Regions from separate parts of the Macaca mulatta genome. Here region 1 is linked to region 2. Evidence: chromatin contacts called from public Hi-C data. All regions are on one chromosome and are shown on one strand. Each heading gives the region's core, a stretch centred on a gene start, on an enhancer-like site or on the middle of the called end of the contact. The rest is flanking DNA. Distances are from core to core; before and after follow the strand shown. Region 1 overlaps ACTA2 (actin alpha 2, smooth muscle). Region 2 overlaps ANKRD22 (ankyrin repeat domain 22).

What was found. Hi-C and Micro-C count contacts between places; a contact is called where the count stands out from the background.
Region 1: a contact with region 2 is called in a Hi-C map of blood, with 3 times the contacts expected there. The contact joins two enhancer-like sites. A contact is called at or near these places in 7 of 14 Hi-C or Micro-C datasets (CD4 T cells, blood, fetal cortex germinal zone and 3 more).

The regions. Positions count from the first base shown.
Region 1 is chr9:101,009,956-101,015,497 of T2T-MMU8v2.0, forward strand. It overlaps ACTA2 (actin alpha 2, smooth muscle), which reads right to left. Exons shown (of 9, transcript NM_001258072.1): 9 at 3,251-3,489. The coding sequence ends at 3,346. Among named protein-coding and RNA genes, the nearest start is that of ACTA2, 18 kb to the right of the region's middle. Within about 2 kb of position 3,981, at least 12 of the 40 cell types and tissues checked have an H3K27ac peak or open chromatin away from gene starts, as enhancers often do.
Region 2 is chr9:100,907,907-100,913,294 of T2T-MMU8v2.0, forward strand. It overlaps ANKRD22 (ankyrin repeat domain 22), which reads right to left. Exons shown (of 6, transcript XM_001082543.5): 2 at 512-703. Among named protein-coding and RNA genes, the nearest start is that of ANKRD22, 15 kb to the right of the region's middle. Within about 2 kb of position 2,290, at least 6 of the 40 cell types and tissues checked have an H3K27ac peak or open chromatin away from gene starts, as enhancers often do.

The DNA of each region.
Region 1 (5,542 bases), core at 2,731-5,230, 100 kb after region 2:
GAACCCTATCTCAGGCTGCCCCATTTTCTCTCTCTCTCTCTCTCTTTTTTTGGGGGCGCTATCTCTTTCTGAATAAGCTGAACTACAGCAATGGCTTCTGGTTGGACTGCAAGTGTATGTTGGTCCAGACAGCCTCCTCCCTAACTACAGTCAGATGTTCTGTGTTAGAAATTCTTCTAAAGAGAATTTCCTAGCTGCACAAAGGATACCACATTGACAACAGAGGATTATTAATATTATTATTATTATTATTTTGAGGCAGAGTTCCACTCCTTTTTGCCCAGACTGGAGTGCAATGGCACGCTTTTGGCTCACTGCAACCCCTGCCTCCGGGTTTCAAGCAATTCTCCTACCTCAGACTCCTGAGTAGCTGGGATTACAGGTGTATGCCTCCACGGCCAGCTAATTATGTATTTTTAGTAGAGATGGGGTTTCACCGTGTTGGCCAGGCTGGTCTTGAACTCCTGATCTCAGGTGATCTGCCCGCCTCGGCCTCCTGAGACAACAGAGGATTATTTTTAAGTAAATAATGCCTCTTCCCACACATCTGCTCACAGTAATGGCTGCATGATGTGAATTAATGTCATTAGAAACCCATGCTGTCCTCCAGAGTTGCAGAAGCCTGTCATGGGAAAACTTGGTAGTCATAGAAGGATGTTCCTCTCCTTTGAGAGTGTGGTTTGCTATTGTTAGAGGAGAGAAGAGGATTCCGAAGGCTGTCAAACCTATATGTTGCTGGTTTTATCTCCTCTGGAGATTGGTGTGACACTCATGAAGGGGACTCAGCCACCTGTGCAAAGCCCAGCCTCTTAAGTCACTGGGCATCTAGTGGAATCAGGGGAGGAATTACTGATGGATAACTGGGAGGAGGGTGCTTAGGCACTGCAGTTGAGTGGCTCACAAGGACAGACCATTTCACTAATGCATATTCAGTGGGTGCTTCTGGTTTGCCTGATTTTTGCCTCTGGGCATGGCTGTTTCAGTCTGAGAGGCTGTTCCAAGAATGTTTCTTTACTAGAGCGCTCATGCTGCCTGGTGGTAAATATGAAGTGTAGCAGTGCAACTGACCAGTTTTACTCCAAGGAAACCCTGTAGAGATGACAGCAATGGTTGGCAATTTCTGCTTCAGTTATGAAAGTGATCTGGTGGCAAGTATCTGCACACTAATCCTTAAGTTTAAATCTAGTGGCTATGAGGTGTCCTTGCCTGGGAAGCATGAATTTGCAGCTGAAAGATTTCCCTCGATCATATTCCAGTAGTTCTTAAATTTTGATGTGCATAAGAATCACCAGGGAAATCTGATTGAAGTTCAAGTTTCCAGCCTCAACTCCAGAGATTCTAGCTCAGCGGGTGTTAGATGTGACCCAGGACTCTACCCATTTAAAATGAGCTTCCAATGAGGTTGGTCCCTATAGCCTATTCTTTGGGAGATGCTGGCCTAATGGCTAAAAATATAAGTTGGAAACCAAGCACAAGAAGGAGCAAGCTGATATCTTTGCCAGCAGCATGACATTGGGCTGCTGCTAGCCTCAGTTACTCTTCTGTAAAAAGGCAGTAATGTTCAGGTGCTGTGCCTCATGCATGTAATCCCAGCACTTTAGGAGGCCAAAGCAGGGGGATTGTTTGAGCCTAGGAGTTCAAGACCAGCCTGGGCAACATGGCAAGACCCCATCTCTATTTTTTTTAAAGGCAGACCAAAATAATAGGGCTGTTGTAGGAGAAAATAAGATCCTAATATAAAGAGCTTGATACAGGCTGTGGTCATGGCGGGCACCAGTACATCCTAGCTCTTATTATTTGTAGTATTAACCCTAATTATCTGCAAGTTACAGGGCCAGAGAATACTAGGGAAGTTTGGGTTTTCTGGACCAAACAGACACTCAGTCCTGGGCCTGGAGGTCTCTGCAGTGAGGTGCTGCCACGGACAGAGCCACCTTCGCTCCTCAGGACAACCAGTAGCTGCTGACACACACTGTATGCACTGGAGGGCAAGCAGCTCCCAGCTTGGGAGCAACTGAGGGTGGTGAACAGCCTGGGCAAGGAGTGGTCTGAGGCTAAGACCCTGAACGGCAGGGTTGGTATTTTTTTATATCCTTGTGCCTCAGGCCAAATGGGCAAAGGAACAGCTGAAGTTGGTAACTCTCCTATCCAGTTGCGTTTCTAGAGCAATCTCTGTCTCCTCATCTATAAAGTGGGCTGATAGTAATACTTCCCTAGATAGTTGTGAAGAACAGCTGAGAGATGCTATGTGTAAAACCCTTCGCCAGATGATTGATGCTAATAGTCCTTGGAAAGTATTGTTATCTCTCTCATTCCTTCTGGCATGAATATATCCATAGTATCCTTTTCAAAGACAGAGATCAGGAGAAGGGAAACAGATGGTCCAGATGTGTAGTGAGATTTTAAGGCAGTGTTTCTCAATGTTTTTTAAAAAATCCATGTTTCCCTCAATGAACATAGAAGTCAGACCTGTTTCTATATGTACATATATATGTGTGTGTATATATATATGTTTAATACATAGTGTATGCATTAAAAGTCATATCTTGTATATTAAAAGTCACACACATACATGTGTATACATATGGGAAATGTATATGTGTGTGTGATTTTTAATATACAAGATATTACTTTTAAGATACATAGGCACAGTGGCTCATGCCTATAATTCCAGCATTTTGGGAGGCCAAGAGGAAAGAATTGCTTGAGCCGAGAAGTTCAAGGCTGCAATGAGCTATGATTACACCATTGCACTCCAGCGACAGAGTGAGACCTTATCTCTAATATATATAGTGTATATATATACACACACACATATATATGTGTGTATATGTATATATATATACGTGTGTGTATGTGTAATTGTTTTCGCCCATCAGGTTACCAGTACTGGGGTTATGAGTGTAAAGTAATATAATCACTTTGCAAGTTATGAGGTACTGTAGATTATCCCATTGATACACTGTAGTCCATGTTATTTTTTAAAATCTCCAATGTATTCTCAAATTATTCCTCTTTACAGAACCGAAATGCAGCTCCCCACTTTAGGTAATGTGATTCTACCCTTTGCTTGAGAAACATATCCATCCTAATTGTCATGTGCTCAGCTGGACCACTAGAGGGAGCCATCCTGTAACGGGTGAGGTCAACCTAACGTGATCTCGGTCGGGTATTGATCGGAGGCCAACGCTAGAAGTTACCAGTAGCCTATTTCAGATTTATTAAAAAACACATAGGTAACGAGTCAGAACTTTGGCTAGGAATGACTTGGAAAAGAACTGAAGGCACAATTCCACAGAACATTCACAGTTGTGTGCTAGAGACAGAGAGGAGCGGGAAAGTGTTTTAGAAGCATTTGCGGTGGACAATGGAAGGCCCGGCTTCATCGTATTCCTGTTTGCTGATCCACATCTGCTGGAAGGTGGACAGAGAGGCCAGGATGGAGCCACCGATCCAGACAGAGTATTTGCGCTCCGGAGGGGCAATGATCTGTCAGTCAAGATGAAAAAGAAGGGTCATTAATGTCATCATGAGTGCAGTCGTTAGTGCGATAGGACAGAGCCTGGGTGTTCTACCATGGCTTAGTTTCTTGTTCAGCAGGGACACAGGCTTGTCTGTTAGATGCCAATTGTGTCCTAATTGTGTCATGTTCTTGGCAGGACCGCCAGAGGGAGCCACGGGTTTAGAAATTCTTCAGTAAGCACATTCGTTTTTCTCATGTGTAACTCCTCAACCACACTATTGAGCAAACAGAGTTGGCTGCAAATCTAGCCATGGCCCCCACTTAAGAACCCTGGCAATGCCTCTGATTTCCATGAACTCAGCCTCAGAATTCAACACGAAACACTTTCTGTAGAAACTCTAGGCTATTCAAAGGAGAAGTTGTAATTGTGCTAGGACTTACTATACAAATGTTTTTTGACGTGGTGAAGCGAACTACCACTTTTCACCCAGATGCTCTGTTTAACAATGGGGGATTCAGGGTCCCCTGCTGGGGACATTCCCTTGCAATAGGTGCCTCTTAAGCTGCACTGTTTGGCCTTTCCCAGTGCATAGGCCTAACATGCAAGGCATGCTCATGTTTCTTAAATAAATGAATGGTTTAGGCACAGAGAACAGTGAAAACTGGTTAACCAGTTTAATCTTTATCTTCTGAGCTCTGCTTGAGCATGTACTTCTTAATACAAAGTACTGATATTTACTGAACACGTAATTATATGTCAGACACTATGCTAAGCATTTTACATGTATTATCTCATTTGATTCTCATAAATATCTTGAAGAATAAGTCTTAAATTACTCCCATATTACATATGAGGAAACAGAGGCTGAGACAGTTTAAGTAACTGACCCAGGTAACACTGGTTATATCAGTGTCAGATCTAATATTCAAACCTGGGTTCTCCCAGGTGGTTTTTTGTTTTGTTTTGTTTTTAAAAATAACCTTTTTATTTTGAAATAATTTTAGATTTTCAGAAAAGTTGTAAAGAATTTAATATAGTTTGGATGTCTCCTCCGAATCTCATGTTGGGATGTAATCCCCAGTGTTGGAGGTGGGGTCTGGTGGGAGGTGTTTGGATCACAGGGGTGGATCTCTCATGAATGGCTTAGGCTATCTCCTTGGTGATAAGTGAGCTCTTCTTCCGAGTTCACATGAGAGATCTGGTCATTTCAAAGTGTGTGGCACCCTCCCCCCAACCCCTGCCCTCTCTGTTACCCCTGCTTTTGCCATGTGAGGTGTCTGCCCCTGCTTTGCCTTCCACCATGATTCGAAGCTTTCTGAGACTGAGGCCTTCCCAGAAGCTGATGCTAGAGCTGTTTCCTGTACAGCCTGCTGAACTGTGAGCCAATTAAACCTCTTTTCTTTACAAATTACCCAAGTCTCAGGTATTTCTTTATAGCAATGCAAGAACAGCCTATGGCAAATTCTATGGGAGTTCCCATAGGTCCCTCATCCAGTTCCGTTTTCACCAAATGTTATCATCTTATTGTCCCAGGTTTCTCCTGGTGCTCTGTACTATCTCACTACATTGGGGCCCAGAGTTTCACATTCATTTATATTCAAGAAACTAAGTTTAGAGAACTAGGAACTGCCCAACTCTAGCAATAGCCTCTTTCTGTTATCGACCCTCAACCAGATGAATTCTGTAGTGAGCCCAGCTGCTGGCTTCATTCTCCTCCCTCTGCTGTGAAAATAAGAGGGAGGTAAGAGCTGATCAGAACGGCATCCAAGAAACACAAACCCTGTTGGAAAACAGTCTCTCTTCTCTCACGCTGAAGTGTTTTAGGGCAGAACTAGTCAGAGCCTGTCATGGAGAGAGAAAGTGTGCGTGTTTCAGTCTAGCACACTCTCTAATGTTAGCTGCATACTCCTTCTAAAAAACAGAAGGGAGTGCAAAGAGGAGAGAATTTGTTTAAATACCCACATGTGTGAACTGCACTAGAATTGCCCCTCTGCTTCCTGTGACATGAGTCAGAAAGTCCCAAGTGTGGCCTTCTTACTTCAGAGAGTGATAATAGCCTTTGAGAAGTGACCAGCCAC
Region 2 (5,388 bases), core at 1,040-3,539:
TTCAAGTAACCTCTGGTTCATGAGCTTATTTGTCCTTGGTAAATTTCTCAATAGTACTCTTTCATTCTACAAGTACACTATAGGATCCTCTGGAGATCAGGACATTAATACAGCAGGTAAAAATCTAACTAATGAAACAGCATTTCTTTTCCAAGAAATCTTTGCCATTGCTTCTGTGTTAGTGACAAGAAAGAGAGGAGAGGGAGAAAGAGGACGATGAAGACAGGAAGAAGGAAAAGAAAGAAGCTCTATCCAGCCAAATGAGTGAACCAGAGGTAAAAAGATGTAATTTATCACAAATTATGCCTGCTGATTGAACTATGTTTTATTTTGCTGTTTAGTCTAATAAAGTGTCCTTGCTATGTGTCAGTCTCTCTAAAGTAAAGCTAAGATAATTGTTGGTATTAGGAGCTACAAGCAATTTTAAAAATAACATGCACCACTTCTAGTGATTCAAGGAGAAAAGAATGACCATGAACAATTACACTCTCCTTTTGTGTCATGACCTCACCTGGTTTTTGAGGTTGACATTAGCATTTCTTCTTAAAAGGAAGGAAACGATTCTCACATGCCCTCGCCTGCAAGCACAGATCAGGGGAGTGTCTCCATTAAAGCCATCTTGAATGTTGGCATAGCTGCTGTCTTCTTTCACCCACCGCCACACTTGTCCAAAGTCATTCTGATAGGCCGCTTGGCAGATGGGCTGAGTCAGGAAAAACAAAAGCAGGTTTTTAAATACTGGCATAATTAAACCACAAAAAGGAAAAAAAAGTCATAACCCAATACATTAAAATTTAAATGTTTTAAAATTGTAATATATTGCTTTGTAGGTGAGATTTTCTGGTCTCGGTTATGCCAAACCTTAAGTCTAGATCAAGAATTAGCCCATGAGGAATCTCCTACATTTTCCTAAGTTTTCTTGGCACACACTTATGCCCATCAAATAGACAAATGGATGAATAAATAATGAAATACTACAAATTCAACTCAGTAAGGAAACTATGTATAGTGCTTACAGGTAGGTGAGCCTGTCAGAAAAGCAGACATTTTCTTTACTAAAGATAAAATACCTTTATCTTTATCTTTACTAAAGATAAAATAGAAAACAAACATATGGGGAAGAGTTTAGGGCAGCACTATTGATGAAATAAGACCTACATCGCACCCTGTATTCAAGGAGCTCAACAGAGCAGAAAAGACAGTTTTTTAAGGCAAATAATATACAAATAACAAATTATATGACTAACTACACTTGATGTTTGGTACCTTCCATCTGGGCCTCTGCCCTGAATACTCCCTCTGCATAAAACATACCCCCTGCCCTTCATCTGAATAACACCTAGCTCACCCTTGGTGTCATAACTTAATTTTCATTTTATCCAACAAGTCTTATCTTACTTCCAACATTCAGTATCTCTCCCTCACAGCAACTGACATAACCAAAACTCTTTTCTTAATTATGTACAATCATGCATTTCGGGCTAGCATGAATCAGGAGAGGTTTGAGGCAGTGCTGAGAAGGAAGGCACTGAAGTTCAGGCTGTAAACCCCATTTGATTTACCGCTGTTTCCCCAGCATTCAACACAGCAAACAGTAAATATTTTTAGATTAATCTTCTTTACATGATGTTTTTCAAAAAGCATTTAGAGTAATACCTGGCATACGGATGGTGCTTAATGTATAAAAGTTATCATTATTGCTACTGTCGTTCTTTAATAATCAAGTCAAATCCCTACTGTGTGCCAGTCACAGGTACCAGAGAATAAAGAGTATAAAATACATCATCTTACCCATGTAAAATGTATCCATCAAGTGGGGAAATACGACAGAGACACTCACATGCAGAGTAAATGACAAGAAAAAAAAAACTTTTGGTATGGGTAGGTACATAAGCACCTGTAGAAATTGGGACATATCAAGGGGAAAGTCAAGTGGGTGTATTTGCTAATAAACTGAGGTTCTAACATAGCCAAATATCACAATAAGTGGACTATAATATACTTTTAAACCTAAAGACCTACTCATGAAAGAAACATCCTAACAGAAAATTAACTCAGCAGCAATTAAAGGCAAACTTCTGTACCTTAAAAATGAAATGAACGTGACGCATGGGCTTTAAGTTTCAATAGAAATGCACAATTACACAAATCCCCTGTTCTGTCATCCTGAAGTCTTCCCTTTACTAAGCTTTCCAACAGGTGGGCACTTCAGCGTCTCAGCATACCGTGTGGCTGATGTAGAAAGGACTGGGGCAGTTGAAATACTTGTCTCGTGTCAGAAAAACAGGATGTAATTGCGGCTCTGTTACTACCTCCCCCGGTGACTGTGGACAATTCACTTCCCTACTCTATCTCAGTGTCCTCGGTCATTAAATGAAGGAATAAGTCAGAAGTTCCCTTGGGTTTTCATATTCTATTACTTCTGGGACTCTAGTCTCAACCAACAAATCTTCCACATCACTGCTGGAGTCTAGGGTTATGTCAACACAACAGTGCTTTAATAAAACCTTCAGTGACTTGCCATTGTCCTAGCAGCAATGCCCAGTCATTTGGATTTCAAAAATAAGTGAAACAAAACTAAATGCAACAAGACAGTGTTAAGTCACCAACTCTTAATTTTTCCAATTAAATGTATTTAAAACAATACTTTTATTTCATAAAAGATATTTGAACAAATACAAAGATAAATGAAGGAGATTTTAACAAAATATGTAAGAATATAATCACCAGAGGAGAAAGCAGTTCTTTATATTGGATAGATTTAGTTAGCTTTATAGAAAAATTCATTTTATTGTCCTTTTAAAAGATTTTACCATAAACTAGTGAAAATTTAATAATGGAGTGATTAGCAGTGGCCACTACTCATCAAGCATTTGAAAATTGATGGTCTACCATGAAGAGCTTGAAAACAAGTGGCATTAGAGCTCTCGTTCTCTTTTCTCAAATATTTACATTACTTAACAACATTTTAAAAACTAGAATATTTCATGTAGTAATCTGGCTTTCCAGCTTCTCTTTAAAAATGGAAACTTTTGGGTGGGCGCAATGGCTTACGCCTGCAATCCTAGCACTTTGGGAGGCTGAGATGGGTGGATCACCTGAGGTCAGGAGTTCAAGATCAGCCTGGCCAACATGGAGAAACCCCATCCCTACTAAAAATACAAAAAAAAAAAAATAGCAGGGTGTGTTGGCTGGTGCTATAATTCCAGCTACTCGGGAGGTTGAGGCAGGAGAATCACTTGATTTGGCAGTGATCCGAGATCATGCCACTTCACTCCAGCCTGGGCGAAAGAGCAAAACTCTGTCTCCAAAAAAAAAAAGAAAGAAAGAAAGAAAGAAAAAAGAAAGTTTTGCTAACATTGGACCCATATTCCTGTAGGATACCAAATAACTGGTGCTTAGTGGTGGTGACTCCAGTTCTCCATAGTCCCCTCCACTTGCCATCACATTACACTGGTTCACTTCACTCATCTATGTTACCCTCCTGGTAACATAGACCTCCAGGAGCTCTCTGCTTAGGCTTCTCAAAATCTTTACTAAGAGGTAACTAAAAAGAAGAAGAGAAAAAGATGGGGAGTTGTTCTGCAAGAGTCGCTCAGTGCTTTTGAGGGCTTTCTCAACCCAATTTGAGCAATATTACATAAAATACTAACCCTGTCTTATCTTTAGTCTTTCTTAGGCTTCCTAGATCCAAGACACAGAGTTACCAGGAAGCTAAGTGTCTCCCTTCTCAGTTGAGATGTACAAGTACAGTCATGCTTCACTTCACGACAGGGATACGTTCTGAGAAATGTGTTGTTAGGTGATTTTGTCATTGTGGGAACATCATAGAGTGTACTTACACAAACCTAGGTGGTAGAGCCTATTACTAATATGGTATACCCTGTGGCTCCTAGGCTAAAAACCTATACAGCATGTTACTGTACAGAATACGGTAGGCAGTTGTAACACAATTGTAAGTATTTGTGCCTCTAAACATAGGTGAACATATAAAAATATACAGTAAAAATATAGTGTAAAAGATAAAATGGTACACCTGTGTGGAGCAGCTCCATTATAATCTTACAGGAACACCGCTGTATATGCTGTTCATCACTGACTGTGAGCTCATGTGATACGTGACTATAATTTAATGTGAGAGTCGCACTAACAGCTGAAAAGACTCCATGCTGTTATGAACTTTCGGTTTCCACTAGGGAGCAGCACAGCGTAAGAAAAGCACTGACAGCGGACAGAAGGGAAGTCCAATAGAAAGTGCTGGTTGACAAGCCAGGAATGGAAAAGAGAAAGGACTGTCCATTTGGGTTGCTGGAAAAGCTATCATAAACCCCTTTTAACTCCTTAAGCTCTGGAATTTGGGGGCACCCTGGGTGTAGAAGAAACACACTTGGGAAATTATTATAATAACTCTATCCCCTAATAGTCTCAGAACCCTTCTGTCCATCCTCACTGCTAAAGTGCTACTTCAGATCTTCATCATTCTCACCAAGACCACTGCACACAATTCTTTCAATCTCAAGTATCCCATATGCCATTTTTCCAGCTTCATCTCCTACCACTGTCTTATCCATACCCTTGATCTAAATAAAGGTATGTGTGTTATTAACAACCATCTCCCCAGCTAGACAGTAAGCTATATAAGGGCACTGTGGCTACATGAGGCTACATTGTGTCTGTACTGATTCATCATTGTACCCCCAGTATCTAACATAGTGCCTGACGCATGGTAGGCATTCAATATGTACTTAGTAAGTAAGTAAGAGAAGGAAGAAATTATAAGATGAGTTAACAGTTATTGAGTAGCTCATTTATTCTACTTTAATCCTCACAACAACCCTATAAAGTAGTATTAATATACCTATTTTGCACAGATGAAACTAAGGGAAATTGTCTTCCTTGCCCAAAGTGACGTAGTTCACAACTGGCATGGCCAAGAGTCAAATCAAGGGGAATGACTGCAGGATGCATACATTCTATCTCCAATTACTTCAGTCTTGAAAATAAGCCTTCAAAATGTCTTCTGGCTACAAAACTTCACATTTAAGGTTTGTGTCCAGAATTAAGCTACAGTCTATACTCAAGATATTGATCTGTACACTTGTGGCATTGGCTTGCTGGTGCTTAGTTATACATCCAAACTCCTTCTCCAACCTGACTTGAATCAGCAATATCCACCAAGAGATAAGAAATGTCATCAGAGAGCCTGCAGGAGAAACCAGAAAAAGATAAGACCCAAAGGCAAAGGAGTGAAAGTTTCAAGAAGGAAGACAGAAAGATCACTGGATGTGATCATTAGCAGCCATGCAGAGGCCAATTTTCATACAGTGATGGGGCTGAAGGAAAAATACAGAGGCCTGAGCACATTGTCTATGAAGAATTAGAGGATGC